2 separate regions of the Mus musculus genome follow, and region 1 is linked to region 2. A link is a contact called in public promoter capture Hi-C data. All regions are on one chromosome and are shown on one strand. The core of a region is the stretch at or near the end of the contact, and the rest is flanking DNA. Distances in the headings are between cores, read along the strand shown.

Region 1 (7,030 bases), core at 2,802-5,301, 250 kb before region 2:
TATGCTCAGCAGAGCTTTGATTATCCTCCAATATAATTCTCCAGTCTCAGCCCTCACCAGTATTCCATCCAAAGAAGATAAAAATCATGTTGAAATATGGCTTTTCCAAATAGAGACAGCTGAGGCCATGGCAGAACAATCATAGGCTGCATGTCCATGCTGTGATGTTAGTAGCCATGTGACTTAAGATGGTAGAGGGCAGGTCCTTCCTGTCCTTCCCCAGCCAATGAGAACTGTGGCTGGAAATTCCCTTCTTCCATGTAAGCCTTTCCAAAGCCGATGGAGGCTGTGTGATATCAGGCAAGATCAGGAGTATCAAAGGCCACTACTAAGATGGATACTTGCATGCTAGTGGGATGTTCTCCCTAACCGTAACTGACCACCTGCAAATAGACTATAGTATTAGATAAACAACCTCAACAGAGACCCAACTATGTACACTCAGGCAAGCAAACTCAGCCTGTCAAGGAAAACCAGATAGCAACTAGCCAGCTGACCCAAACACGGTAAAAGGGAAAATATGGGAATTTAGAAACAATGAAGAAATTACAGAGACCCTACCAACCCCAACAAGGACAAACAAGGATAATACAAGTGGGACAACGGGAAAGACTCCAGTGAGAGAGGAGCATACCTCTCCTTTAGGCAGGATTTTTTGTTCATCCAGCTTGAAGGCTGTTCCAATTCTCCTCCGAACAATAGGTGGTTCCTCGCCTGGATCCAGGGGATATTCCACAGGCAATTTTCCTGTGAGTTCCTGCATGCGCAAAAGAGCAGTTCAGAGAGGTTGTATATCATGTAGCTCAGAGGACATGCTTACCTTTTAGCTAGGACACACAAACTGATGCAGAGGTCCAATGCATACCTAAGACCCATTAGCATTAAGCACTATGCTTAAATGAGGCTTCATGGGATAGCTTGACAGTACAGATCTGCAGCCCAGCTAGCTACTCAGGAGGCTGACGGGGGAGGATCACAAAGTTAAGACCACTAATGAGCTAACTAATGAAGCCATCTCAGAAGACCTCCATAAAACGACCTCCTCTAAAAATGATTTGCAGATAGAGTTCAGAGGCAGTGCGCTTGCCCAGCCTGCATGAAGCCCTGAGTTCACTCCCCAGTATTGGGGGGCAGAGGGTAGGAGGAATAGTTCACATTATGAAATTTAACCTCTACAAAAAAAAAAAAAAAATGAATGCTAACACTCCCTAGCTACAGAACAGATGCACTTTGGAGTTTTATTCCCCCACCCATTTTTTTTTTTTTTTTTTTTTTTTGGTTAAGCAAATAGAACTTCTCTTGGACTTCACTATGGTCCATTTTCATTCATTTGTTGATCTAGTGAGCATTTCCTGTGAGCCTACTATGTGTGAAGAAATGCCACACAGTCAGTGAGCAGCAATCAACACAACTGATTCTTTTCACTTGCATCTGTTACTCCCACTTGGAAACTTAAGTGTTTGTTGTTGTTGTTGTCGTCGCTTGCTTGTATGTCTTTGCCCACATGAGTCTTCCTATGGGGAGTGTTATCTGGATGTCAAATGCCAGGCAACTGCATTGCCTAGAAGAGACTGATCATCATTTAGCTCCAGCTCTGCATTCAACAGCAGAAGGCTGACCTCAAAGACCAATAGGTGTGCTATTGCAAGCCTCACCAAGGCCACGAGTTCAAGGCCAGCCATGGCTACATAGTGAAACTTTGTCTTAAAAAAAAAAAGACACTAACTTCTGTGTGAGAGTTTTAGTAAAAACTAAACATTAACAGAGGAGGTACACACACACACACACACACACACACACACACACACAGAAATTCTGGTGTGTGTACATCTGGGGCTCTGGGAACCTAAGTGTTAAGGGCACCATGACAACAAGCAGAGTGCAGATTGCACAGTGACTCTGGGCCAGCACAGAGCATCTGAGGAATGTCTCAGAATTAGAAGGCCCTGCCTGCACGAGTGTACCACACTAGGCTGAATGAGGCCTGGTTTAAGTCTGCAGCTGACCAAGACTATGGAAGCCAGGCAAGACTGCAAGACGTCTCTCTGAGACTGCAGAGAGGCACCGGAGAGGCTGGGGACCCCACTCTGTGCATTTGGCAGGCCCATTTGGGCAGACACCAGTTCTGGCTTTCTGACCCACGATCAGTGCAGATGCTACACAATGGCCCAATGGATGTCTGTGGCGAGGACAAGCTTAGAAGTATCCTCTTGAAGCTCGAACAGACAGCTGTCATGCTGGGCAACCCAGGTCTGAGTGCCCATAGCAGGCAAAGTCAGGTCAACAGGAAGGACCGCTGAAAGCCCTTCTCGTTGTGGCAGGCAGACTAAATGGGTATGTGTGTCTGTGTGTGTCTATGTGGTCTGTGTGTGCACAAGCACCCTCCTCCCCACATCCTGGGCCTCTTCTCCTCTGTGTTCTTTTATTCCTTATGTAAGCATTCTAGAATTTTAGAGCAGGATAGCCCACTGTTTGCTATTCTGGAATATTCTCTCTTTAAAAAAGATTCACAAGTGTCTCTGAGACACTTGCTTAATCTGTGAATTCCTATCTGCTTCCCTTTTAGGCCTTCTACAAACAACAGCCTGTTAAGATTGTTATTTTAATATATGTGTAAACAGCACACTGTCAGGACTTCCTTTCTGAGATGTGGCAGAAGAGGCTGTTAACCTCTTCCATGGATTTATAACTCCTAAGTGTTTGTGGTTTCAGTCTATATTTTTAAAACGCGGCTACGGCTTGAAAGTACCCAGGTCAAGTCAAGGTCTTGATTCTCCATCTACAAATCTGATTTCACCAGAGCCCCATGGTGGAGACGTAATTGAATGCATGGCAGTGGGCCCTCTCGCTGTGGAACACCCATGGTTCCCACTCTGCCTCGAGTGGCTGCTCTCCTCCCAAGGGGTCAAACAGTGTTGCTTGCTCCTTGAGTCTGGAGGATCTGTGAGCCGGGAATTAGCACGGAGGCTGCTGGATCCCTTTATCGCACATGTGTCAGGAGACTCTGGTGGACGTTAACACACGTGGACAAGGGGCTGGCTTTTGGGTTGTTTCTACCTAAGTTATATTTTCTGTTCTCAAAGTCAGAGGAAGTGGGAGCTTTTGTTTTCTTTACATTGCCTTTGTGAAACTTTTATGGTACGTGCCAGCCTCGCCTTGACATGTTCCTTACGTGCTGTAATGTATGGTCTTTGCTTGGTTTAGTGACTTCTTTTATTAAACACAAAACAAGGCTTTACAAATTTATGAGAGGCAGACACCAAGGACCCACTTTTCCCCCCCTCTTGTTCAAGCATAGTCTTTATAAAAAAAAGCCGCTAATATTTACAGTATCACATAGCACACCCCCCTCCCCCCAGACAGGCCCCTGGCTTTCCTGATTTGCAATGGATTTGTGCTAACGTGGTTCTGCCTTGAGCAAGCTCCGGTTTAAATCAATCCAGACATAATTAAGCCAAGTTGAAATGTAATGTGATCTCACTCTCAGGCCCACTGGTTCGCTCTTCCTGCTGCAAAGCATTATTGTGTGGGGGAGGGGGTGCTCCTCCTGGATTTAGTTAGGGGCACTCTCCACACTTCCCATCCGGAACTGTTTACCCACGGAGCTTTGGGTCAGGGTCTGTGGAGTACAACCACTCCCAGGAGAGCAACATGGTGGTCATGTGAAGCACACGCACATGTGTGTTTGCACACACAACACACACATGCACATGACTGTATGTGTTACACTAAGAAATGAAGTCTACAAGGGAAGAATGGACATTTTAATAAATGTCAAAGTGGATTGAGGGAGTCTCACCATATATATTGCTATTGGGACTAGCACTGAAACAGGCTGAAGAAGACGTTGTCTGTGGGAGTGGTGTGTGTGTGTGGGGGGGTGGGGGTGGAGTATACTTGTGGTGGTACGTGGAGGGCACAGGACAACCCTTGGGTATCGGCTTTCATCTTCTGCCTTGTTTGAGACAAGGTCCCTTTTGTTGCTTGTCTCTGAGTATGCTAGACTAGCTGCTCCCTCCCTCCCATCTCCTCAAAGAGATGGTAGGCGTGTTCTACTCTGCTAGGCTTTTATCTAGAGTCTTGGGATTCACTTCTAGTCCTCACACTGGCAAAGTGAGCCATCTTTCCAGCCCAATGCAACATTGTTTTACATCAAGCTTACAAGAATTACTATGCTGGGTATATAGCTCGGTGGAAGAACGCTAGCCTGGCATACGTGAGGCCATAGGTTCAATCCCCAAAGGTGCAGAAACAAAACCAACAACAACAACAACAACAACAACAACAACAACAACAACAAACTGACAAACCAACAGCAGCAGCAGCAGCAGCAGCCACCACAAACTAGGCAAAGATTCCATTTCGAAAAGAAAGATCTAAAGAAACAGTGGACCTGCAGGTTTAATGGATTACTGTGTATTTCAGGTGCCACCCTGGTGTCTTTGTTGGCCTGCAGTGATGCTACATTGTACCCAATGACAAACCAACGACAAACTCAGAAGAAGCAAAAGCTTTCCCAGCAATGAGCAGGCAGAAACTTCTGGAAAGCAAGATGTGGTAGGACATTATATAGAATGAGGTAGTGTCCTGTGAGGACATGTCCTGTGTGGTGTGCCATGCATGCATGGTTTGGGGACTGTTAGAGGGACTCGTCATTTAGCTTCAGGGTGTATGTGTCATGTAAGATTCAGTAGAGAGGGTTTTAACTGGTATGGTGTTTCCTCAATACCTAGTTTCTAACAAAGGATATCACAGAGGGTGGGCGTTTCCAGCACTGGGGAGGGACAGTACATGTTTTCCTGAAAGTCAGTCCTATTGTCTCCACCCTGTCTTCTGTTCATAGTGAAGATGTATGACAAACAACACAGACTTAATTGCTTACAGCTTCCCGGAGACACAATCTCTTCAGTTCCTCCAGCCTCTGGCGCAGCGTCTCCTCCAGAGCTTCCTGCCTGGATTTCAAGGCAGCCAACATGTCTTTCTTGGCCGACTGCGAGCTATCTGATTCCTGAGAACCTGTTGATAAACAGCGGGGTTACTAGGCGGCTGACAAGGGACACACATCTGGACCACTAATGAAATCCACCAGAGCTCGCAACTCGGATATGGGATTTACCCCGGGAATCAAGGAGCGTGAAATGAGACAGGTGTGCAGTGTTCCAAGCGTGAGGAGTGAATTTTCAAATACCATGTGGAAATGGTATAGCTTCATGAAGGACGGTCAGGGGAGTGGACTCTCCTGAACAAGAACACTGTCATTTCTGATTGTCTTAAGACATGTCACACCAGCCAATTTTTATATGCTTTACAAAGGGAGGGGGAGAATAAAGTTTAAGTTAATATTAGTAATTTCAATCATGACTTAAATTTTCTCTTGTCTACTGAAATATGCTGGTTTTTGCTTATTGCATATATAATATCTGTTCTTTGAAAAATATATGAAAATATAGACAGGTATAATAATAATTACATATCACAGGTAATATAATAATACACATGAACACACATACCAACTAGAATTTTGTTCTATTTTATCTGAGTGCTATATGCTGAGAAAACGTTTCTCCTAATGGAAAGAATACAATATAGAGTGATGCATAGTTAGTTTTCAAGAGACGTAAATGTACATTCCTTGCTTTCCTGGCTAGCACGTCTGCATGATTCAAACAGCAGGCTTCTAGATAGGAGGCAACTGTTGAAGATACCAACTGGAGGAATTTAGCTTAAACCAAAAGATTAATTTCTAGGTTGCAGTGTCTGGCTCCTGGAGCAGGTTTCTTATACTGAGCTTGGTAGCTCTTTCTACATTGATGGGTTATAGAGTGTATTGATGGCTTCCCTAGATGTAGCCAGGCTAATGGCTGCATTCCTTCTCTCATTCATACTAGCTGAACCGTTAGAAATCAACAGATAGCACCGAGTATGCATCCAGGGGGCTCAGACTTCACCACCACCAACTCTCGCATCCCTAGAGAGCTGGATCTATGTCTGTAACTTTGGTTTCTCAAATGCCAAGGCAGGAGGAATGCAAGTTCAAAACCAGCCTGGCCTACCAGAAGCCATTTCAGGGACTTAGGTTAGTGTAGGTAAAGATGAGCATCCTACTACGAAAAGTGTAACTCCTTGCTGGAAACAACTAGAGATATAAATAAACAGAGGCGACTACTGTAGACCTGGATCCAGATGTTATTGTTTTAAAGATGCCAATTTGCCATGAATTAAACAATATAAGAAAAAGCAATCCTAATAAAAATCCCCAAAGGTCTTTGTAGTGGTGGTGGGGTGCGGGCCGGGGACTGTATTTCCTTAAGAGACAACTGAATGTTTGGATGGTTCCAGGACCAGGCAATGGATTGGAGGCTATCTCAATTGTAAAGGAGATGTCTCAGAATGCCGACTTCTGTGTCTTTGCATTGAACAGCTCTGCTAGACTCAAAGCAGACCTCTAAGCATACCATCCTATTCTTCAAGGTCTCTGGTCAGGAAGCCCATATTCCCTTGATTTCCATTCTCCCAGATCCCTGAGATCCTAGTAATGAAGAATTCTCAGTGTCTACGTACAATTTGACTATGACTTAGGCTACATTCTCTCCCTTTTCTGGCCCATTTGAGCTTGAAATTGAAGACATCTGTCACTGTAAGAACAAACCATCTTTATGCTTTCCCAGGAACAAATAAATATTGTCAGTTGTATACTTGGGTGCTATAATTAAATTGTATCTCATCTTAGTGGAAAAAAAAGGAGTAATAGTGTACTGCTTGTATATCATTCCGTTATGGAAGCTACCTGCCAAGCTTTGGACCATGCTATAACTCTTTCCTGAGTTTCTGACATGCTTTAGTTGCAGGTGTCCAAATTCAATAGCAAACTCAGCAAACGCTTGATCCTTGCTGAGACTCCATTACCTCATGGTCCTTATAGACTCAGTCCAGATGTGCCTTTCTCGGGTATCACACCACTGGATCTTATTGCAGGCACCCTTGTTTGCTGTTGGTTAACGTTTTTCACATCCCTAAGTTCACTACCATG
Region 2 (7,000 bases), core at 372-2,871:
CGTCAAATGAATGGAGAAGCCAAGCAGAGAAAGCTGAATATGCCATGCCTGGGCTCGATGTGATAGCTAGAGAGAGAGTGTGTAGGATGCTTTACCTGGCTGCTAGCTGTCTTCTACCAAATTACTTAATTGAAAGAATATTCCAAGTAAATGATAGTTTGTATGGCTGATGGAGGCCCTGGAATAGATGCCTACAGGGAGGTTGCTGGGCTCCTTCCACACAGGAGTCAAACCACACAGAAGCCTGTGCAGAGGTAGCAGAAGCTGAACAAAGCTAGATCCTGGTCATTTTCCAGAGGCTCTGGCAGTGTTTTGGTGAGTGTTGCAGGACTGTCATCCACCAAATGAGGAGTGGCTGACAGCATCACTCGAAGCTAATTCCAAACCTCCAAAGGAAGTGTAATTTCCCAACAGAATAAACAAAATGCATTCAAAGAAATGAAACACTTCCCTGTTACCTTAAAAAAAATTATGTACAAAGCAAAAACTCACCCATTACACTGTTCCCAGTTGGCATGAAGGAAGTTCACTTCTAAAATCCAAGAATGATGGTTTTGCTTTTAGTCCCTACTAAAAGGTCATGAATCCATTTTGACACTGGAAAATACTGCTTAGAGAGATACGGTGTGTGACTGGTGGCAGCATTGGCTGCGCATACCTTTAATTCCTGTGAGTTCAAGGCCAGCCTGGTATACAGAGCCCTTACACACATGCACACACACACACACACACACACACACACACACACACACACACACACAGAGAGAGAGAGAGAGAGAGAGAGAGAGAGAGAGAGAGAGAGAGAACGAGGGTGTATCCTGACAGGTTCCATCTGTTTTGAGGAATGGCCGAGAAGGAACAACAAATGAACGTGCAGATCGGAATAAGAACTGGAATAAACTTGCTGATAGTTTTTCCTTGGTATAAGCTGCCCGCCCCTTACTCTTTTTATGCACAGCACATGTTATAGATCAGTGAAGAGGAAGGTAGGTTCAAGCCAAATGTAAGCACTAAATAATATAAAAGATGCCGCCCTTTGAAAGCCTACATCGCCATAACGACACGATGAAAGGGGAACAGCAAACATAGCAAATTGAGAATCAAAGTGGAACCTTGCACATGTGGAAGCATTCGGCTGCATCGCAGCCTGCCCCCTTTGGTCCAGATTGCTTGTGTTAGTTATTTCAGAAGATACATATGAAGACTGAAACCCTGTCACACTGGAGAGGAATTGTCTGTCATTCTGGAGGAGAGATGGTGTCAGAACTAATCATGCAGTTGGTGGGGCTGAGTTTACAAACTCAGGCTTCTAGGAACTCTGTGCTCCAGAAACGTGTTTCCTATTCCAAGAACACAAAACGAGTCTCTGTGATGACAAACTCCAACTGAGGTGGCAGCTTCATGTCTTACCTATTTTCTCTTACAATCTGTGGGACTACAGAACTATAACTAAATGCCAGCCTGGCTATGTGGTCCACAAAGAGGCAGTGTTAGCCTTAGGGAAAAACCCCAATGATTATGTAGTAGATTTTTTTTTTTAAAAAAGGCAAAGGCCTCTCCCAAATTCCTAACCCCTGGGTGGTTACTATAGCTACTGGACCAACTTTCCTTCTTAGACGTACAACCCTCACATACCAAAGTGCCTTTGAACCATACTTCCATATTGGGAGATATACCCTATGACTGCCATAGGCCTATACCCTAAGACCAGGGAGACCAGAGGCCCAGGAATGTGGCCCTCTTGGGTGCTTTTACAGCAGGCACTAGAAGAAAAATACATGAATATTTATAACTCTTATGAAGGGTATGGTTTCAAGGAATAGAGGGCAGGGGGAAAATAACCCCAATCCAATGGCATCTAAGTGAAAAAAAATTCTCAAGCAATCTAAAACAGATGTCCATATGCCATACATGTGTGTGCTGTGTCTTTGAGGCCAGCGCAATTTATGGTGGGCCAATAATTCAGATTGTTCATCTTATAGTTTCTTATAGTTTGAAAACACAGGAAGGGGAGGGGGGAGGGAGGAGTGGGGGGAGGGAGAGTCATTTGGAAGCTTACGTTTTATAGATTCTTATTGCTGTGTATCTCTGGGCTGATCTCTAGCCATGTCCTTCTGGAGTCATTACTTCAAGAACGAAATATTTTAATTGCCATTGGCTGTGACTAATTCCCCTTTCCACTTTGACTTCTGCTCTCTGAGATGTCCTCCCTGGATCAAGCAGCCATGGAATGTCCATGGGTATTTTTGGAATGCCACGAGGAAGCTGAGAGAGGACACATTTGGTCTGGGGTAAGAAGGCTGGATATCTGAGGTTCAGATTCCATGTTACCCAAGACACTGATAGCTGCACCAGCTGAGAAATGGCTGCTGGCAACGCTGCAGGGTCCCCAGTGCTGGGTCTCAGCCATGTCCAGGGAAGGCTCGTGATCCTACCAATCTATGGCCCTGGCTGTACAGATATGTGGCTAGCAGAAGAGAAATCATGTTTAAAATGCTGAAAGTCAGAAGCCTTCTATGGAGAAATCTTCCCATCACCGGGCTTGTAAAATTACAGAGGATTCAGTATGTACAACTCCAGGCCTGGTTTCTCCCACCAGAAATGTCTGTAGCAGACAATGCCTGCAATTATAAAGCATCGCTGCAATGTCTTTTAATTGAAGGCAGTAGAATCCGATGGGATTTGCTCACAAAGCCTGTGTCTAGAGGTGCACACCTCTAACGCTTGATTCTAAACATCAAGCGCCTTCCGCCATAGACTACTTATAAAAGAAACTTGAGAGGGATAACTCCAAAATTCTATAATAATTAAAAAAAAATGTTCACAGCTTTCCAATGAGATGCTGTGGAGTCTGAAAGACAGCCACTTAAGCCCTCGGGGATGAAAGAACACATTTTGATCTGCCTTATCTTTCTCTCGTCTCAGTGGAATGCGTTACCAAATCGTGGGCTTACGACAAGAGATCTAAGAGCAAACAGGGAAACTATGTTGGCCTAAAAGTATAGTGGATGGAGAGATTATTCCGTGGCTAAGAGAACTGGCTCCTCTCGCAGAAGATCTGGGTTTAGGCCTCAACACTAGCTCCACACTTAACAGTCATCTGTAACTCTAGTTCCAGGGGACCCGACGCCCTCTTCTGGCCTCTAAGGCTACATAGCACATTCAGGCAGAAAAATACTTGTTCATATAAAATACAAATAAGGGGGCTGGAGAGATGGCTCAGCGGTTAAAAGCACCAACTGCTCTTCCAGAGGTCCTGAGTTCAATTCCCAGCAACCACATGGTGGCTCACAACCATCTGTAATGAGATCTGACGCCCTCTTCTGGTGTGCATGAAGATAGAGACCGTGTACTCATATACATTAAATAAATAAAAAAAAAAAGATGTAAAATACAAATAAGTAAATCTTTTATTAGAAAGATAGTGCATAAAGGGATGTATAAGGTAGTTAATTGATAATTTTACTTTTTTTAAAAAAAGATTTTGTGATGTGAACACTGTGAGCCTTCTTATGCTTATGACTAAATTTTCCATTCACATCTAAAGTTTATATAACTTTGAATCATTTCTCTTCTAAAGCTCCCACTCCCAGGTGTGGGCATTCTAGCCTGCGTAACTAACCTGTGCTGGAGGGTAGGGTGGTAAAGGGCTGTGTGAGAGACACTGGAGACAAATGAAGCTTTTTGTCTCCACAGCTGTGACACAGACTCAGTTGGAGGTGTGAGGTTGACATTTTAGAAGTGAGTAAGCCCATTTTAGAATCGGGCACTGCTATAGCACAGGTTTGTCCCCTCCACGGGTGTGGTCACAGGTGCTCATGTTCATTTTTTTTGTGATAATAAAGGCAGCCACTGCCTATCTAGTGCTTCCCATTTCATCTGAGTGATCTGAGTGATCCTCACTGCCTAGAGCTTTGTGTGTGTGTGTGTGTGTGTGTGTGTGTGTGTGTGTGTGCATGTGTGCATGCATGCCTACCTCGGATGGTTGTAGCACTGAGCTACAACCTCACACTTAACCCTCATTTTTTTAGCTGTCACTTATGGTATTATATCATATTATATGTAAAAACATATGCACATAAAATGTGCACATGTGTATAGTGCATGAATCCATATGCACCTACACATATGTACATAGGTGTTTGTAAATTGTCTCTTTCTTCTTTTGCCTGTTTGTATAATTTTAATTATTTTCCTGATTCATTGTTTATGTAGATATAAACATCAAAATTTTAAATTGCTTTAAAGATTATAATTTCAGAAGTACATGTTTATAAGGTACAGTGTGATACTCCATAGAATGCCTACTAAACAAAGCAAGGTCATTTAAGGCCCACCCCTGCTGTGCTGCTGCTACAACTATTTGGGTTTAATAAACATCTTGCCATCTGACAGTGGAATGAGGCTCCTTAGCCTTCACTCTCTGGATTGCCTTTACAACAGAAACTCCTGGAGAGCCTTTCAAACATTTTAACACCTAGGCCCCTTTCAATTAAATCAGAACCCCTGGGGATCACGTCTGGGCAAGGAGAATGTGGATGTGCATAAATGTGCATGTGTTTGCACAAACATGTGTGTGCATGTGCTTATGGAGTGTAGAGGACAACCTCACAGATCATCCCTCAGATACTGTCTACTCTTTCTTTCATTGGCCTGGAGCTGGCTCTAGGGGAGGCCAGCAAGCCTGACTTCTGTCCCCCCTCCTCAGCAGTGGGATCAGAAGCAGCAGCACCATGCCCTCCCCCCTTTTAATGTGAGATCCGACTCAGGTGCTTGCCTTGCAAACACTTTACTGAGGTATCAGCCCAGCCTGCATGGGTGTTTTAAAGGCAGGCTGGTGAATCTGGACTTCAGCATGCTAGCCTAGGGAGACACTAAAACCCATGAAAGCACCACTTAAGCAAAAAGCATCAAATGGCATGGATTACTGACAGGCAAAAAACTAAATGCACTCTTGATGCATTTTCCAAACAACACTACCAACACAGTGCATTAAAAATCAACACCATGTCACTTTAGTATATTCTTCATTATTTGTAACATTATATACATATATGGAAGGAAGAATATATATATATATATATATATATATATATATATATATATATATATATATATATATATATATATATATATATATATATATATATTTCCTTTTGTTTTTCCTGTATTTCATCATTGCAACACTACAAAGCTATTACTCTGGTACTGTAATGGAGAAAACAAAGACCAGGAGAGAAAAACAGAGTTTTTTTTTTGTTTGTTTGTTTTTTGGTTTTTGGCAACATTCTTCTCGTGCAGTTAGTTATTCTTTGAATGTCTCTCAATGCTGCTTTTTGTTGAAATGAAATGATCATGTTCTTGACAATTCCCCATGAGGCTTTGAGCTCCTGAGGATGAAGATCATATCATTTTCAATGTCTCTTTAAGCCAGCTCTGCTGGCCAGTGGACATGAAGGTCTCAGGGCAGGTGGGAGTTGCCAGGACTTGATAAGTCTATTCTGGAAGGCATTTGGACCACCCGTGGTCCAGCACAGGTTTGAAGCTTTTGGCTTCCCTTCCTTCTTCCAACCCCCTCAGTTGGCTCTGGAGTATACTAACCAAGCCCTGTTATCCTAGACTGGGGTTAGCGAACTAGTTTAGACTTGCCATCCCGACCTTCCTCCTAGCAACTGCTTTCTGGGACCACTCATGGGAGTCAAGTTCAAGTTGCAAACAGGGCTGTGTAGATCAGAAACGACTTCTCTCCTTGAGCCAACCAGCTTAGCTTGGCCAGGGAGGGACCAGGGACAAATAAGAAAGCCAGCCCTCCAGTCCCAGAGGCCCACAGGCTCAGGTAACATAACTGCCACTCAGCAAATGGCTGCTGAATTGAATTGGACTAGATTGAATTGTGGTTACACGGGAATGTTTTCCTGGGACTGGCGGCTAATAAGTCAATATTCTCTTCAATATACTTCAGCTGTTAATGGAAGGCCTGAAAAAGTCTCTGGGGAAACAAGGGGCTTGGCTACCCAGCTCCCTTGATTTTGAAGTTTAATTTTACTTTTATTTTTAATTGTATTTGTGTGTTTGTATATGTGAGTGTACATGTGGGTAGCTATATGTGCACATGTGTGCATACACACGTGGAGGTCAGAGGTCATATTAGATTGTTCCTCCAGAGCCACCCATCTTAGTTTTTGAGACAGAGATCCTTACTAGGACCTGTAAGTCCCAGAGTAGACTAGGTCTGCTGGCCTGTGAGACCCAGGGCTCTGGCTGTCTCTGCTTCACCATTGCAGAGATTCAAACCCTATGCTACCCCTCTAGGCTTTTTATGTGGATCCTTGGACTTGAACTCAGGTCTTCATGCCAGTGTGACAAACACGTTACCAAACAAATGATCTCCCCAGCCCTTTGAAGCCCAATGCTCTATATCAGGTGATAACCTGACAAGACAAAAGAGAAGTAAGAGGGTAAGAGAAGATTTGCTAAAGGCCAGGAGCCGGGTCCCCAATCTCATTTGTAATCACAGCAATGTCTGCAGAGACAGAATTATCTAGACCAAGTTATCATTCCAAATGCCAGGATGGAGACGAGGCGGCACTGGCCTGGAAAGTAACATTTCAGGAAAGCTTCCGATTTCATCAACCTGCAGACTTCCCCTTCCTCTTGAGTCTCTCAGCACATTTTGTTTTTGTGGTCCCCCAGAACTCCCTTAGATTCATAACTTGTCATTGAAAAGATTAAGGTTTTTTTTTTTCCCATGATGGTTGTTCATTTTTGAGAGATTTTCCTCAAGTTTATTTTACACAAGATTTATTGGTGACATAGCTGCTGTTTCTAGTAACACAAAGGTTACTACAAAGGTATGCCTCCTTCAAGGACAAGAATTCCAGAAAAAGCGCATCTCCAGAAACTGTGTCTATAATCAGAGAAGGGGCCAGGACGGGGAGGGAGTGTCCATATGAAAGCCATCTAGCACCTGGGGCCTGGCTACCAAGGAACTGTCCCTGAT

What was found. Promoter capture Hi-C pulls out the DNA fragments that hold promoters and counts their contacts.
Region 1: a promoter capture Hi-C map of liver shows a contact between it and region 2, with 2.7 times the contacts expected there. The contact joins two enhancer-like sites. A contact is called at or near these places in 6 of 39 promoter capture datasets (cranial neural crest, embryonic stem cells, frontonasal cranial neural crest and 2 more), 1 of 484 Hi-C or Micro-C datasets (stem cell-derived primordial germ cell-like cells) and 2 of 9 other capture datasets (embryonic tail and pancreatic islet).

The regions. Positions count from the first base shown.
Region 1 is chr2:4,584,347-4,591,376 of GRCm38.p6, reverse strand. It overlaps Frmd4a (FERM domain containing 4A), which reads right to left. Exons shown (of 23, transcript NM_172475.3): 15 at 4,883-5,016; 16 at 635-757. Gm13179 (a long non-coding RNA gene) reads left to right here. Exons shown (of 3, transcript XR_003953990.1): 2 at 4,426-4,557; 3 at 4,844-4,928. Among named protein-coding and RNA genes, the nearest start is that of Gm13179, 6.7 kb to the left of the region's middle. RefSeq lists an enhancer at 2,615-3,792. Within about 2 kb of position 4,051, at least 29 of the 459 cell types and tissues checked have an H3K27ac peak or open chromatin away from gene starts, as enhancers often do.
Region 2 is chr2:4,334,627-4,341,626 of GRCm38.p6, reverse strand. All of the region lies in intron 1 of Frmd4a (FERM domain containing 4A), which reads right to left. Among named protein-coding and RNA genes, the nearest start is that of Gm23691, 43 kb to the left of the region's middle. RefSeq lists an enhancer at 170-1,969. Within about 2 kb of position 1,621, at least 37 of the 459 cell types and tissues checked have an H3K27ac peak or open chromatin away from gene starts, as enhancers often do.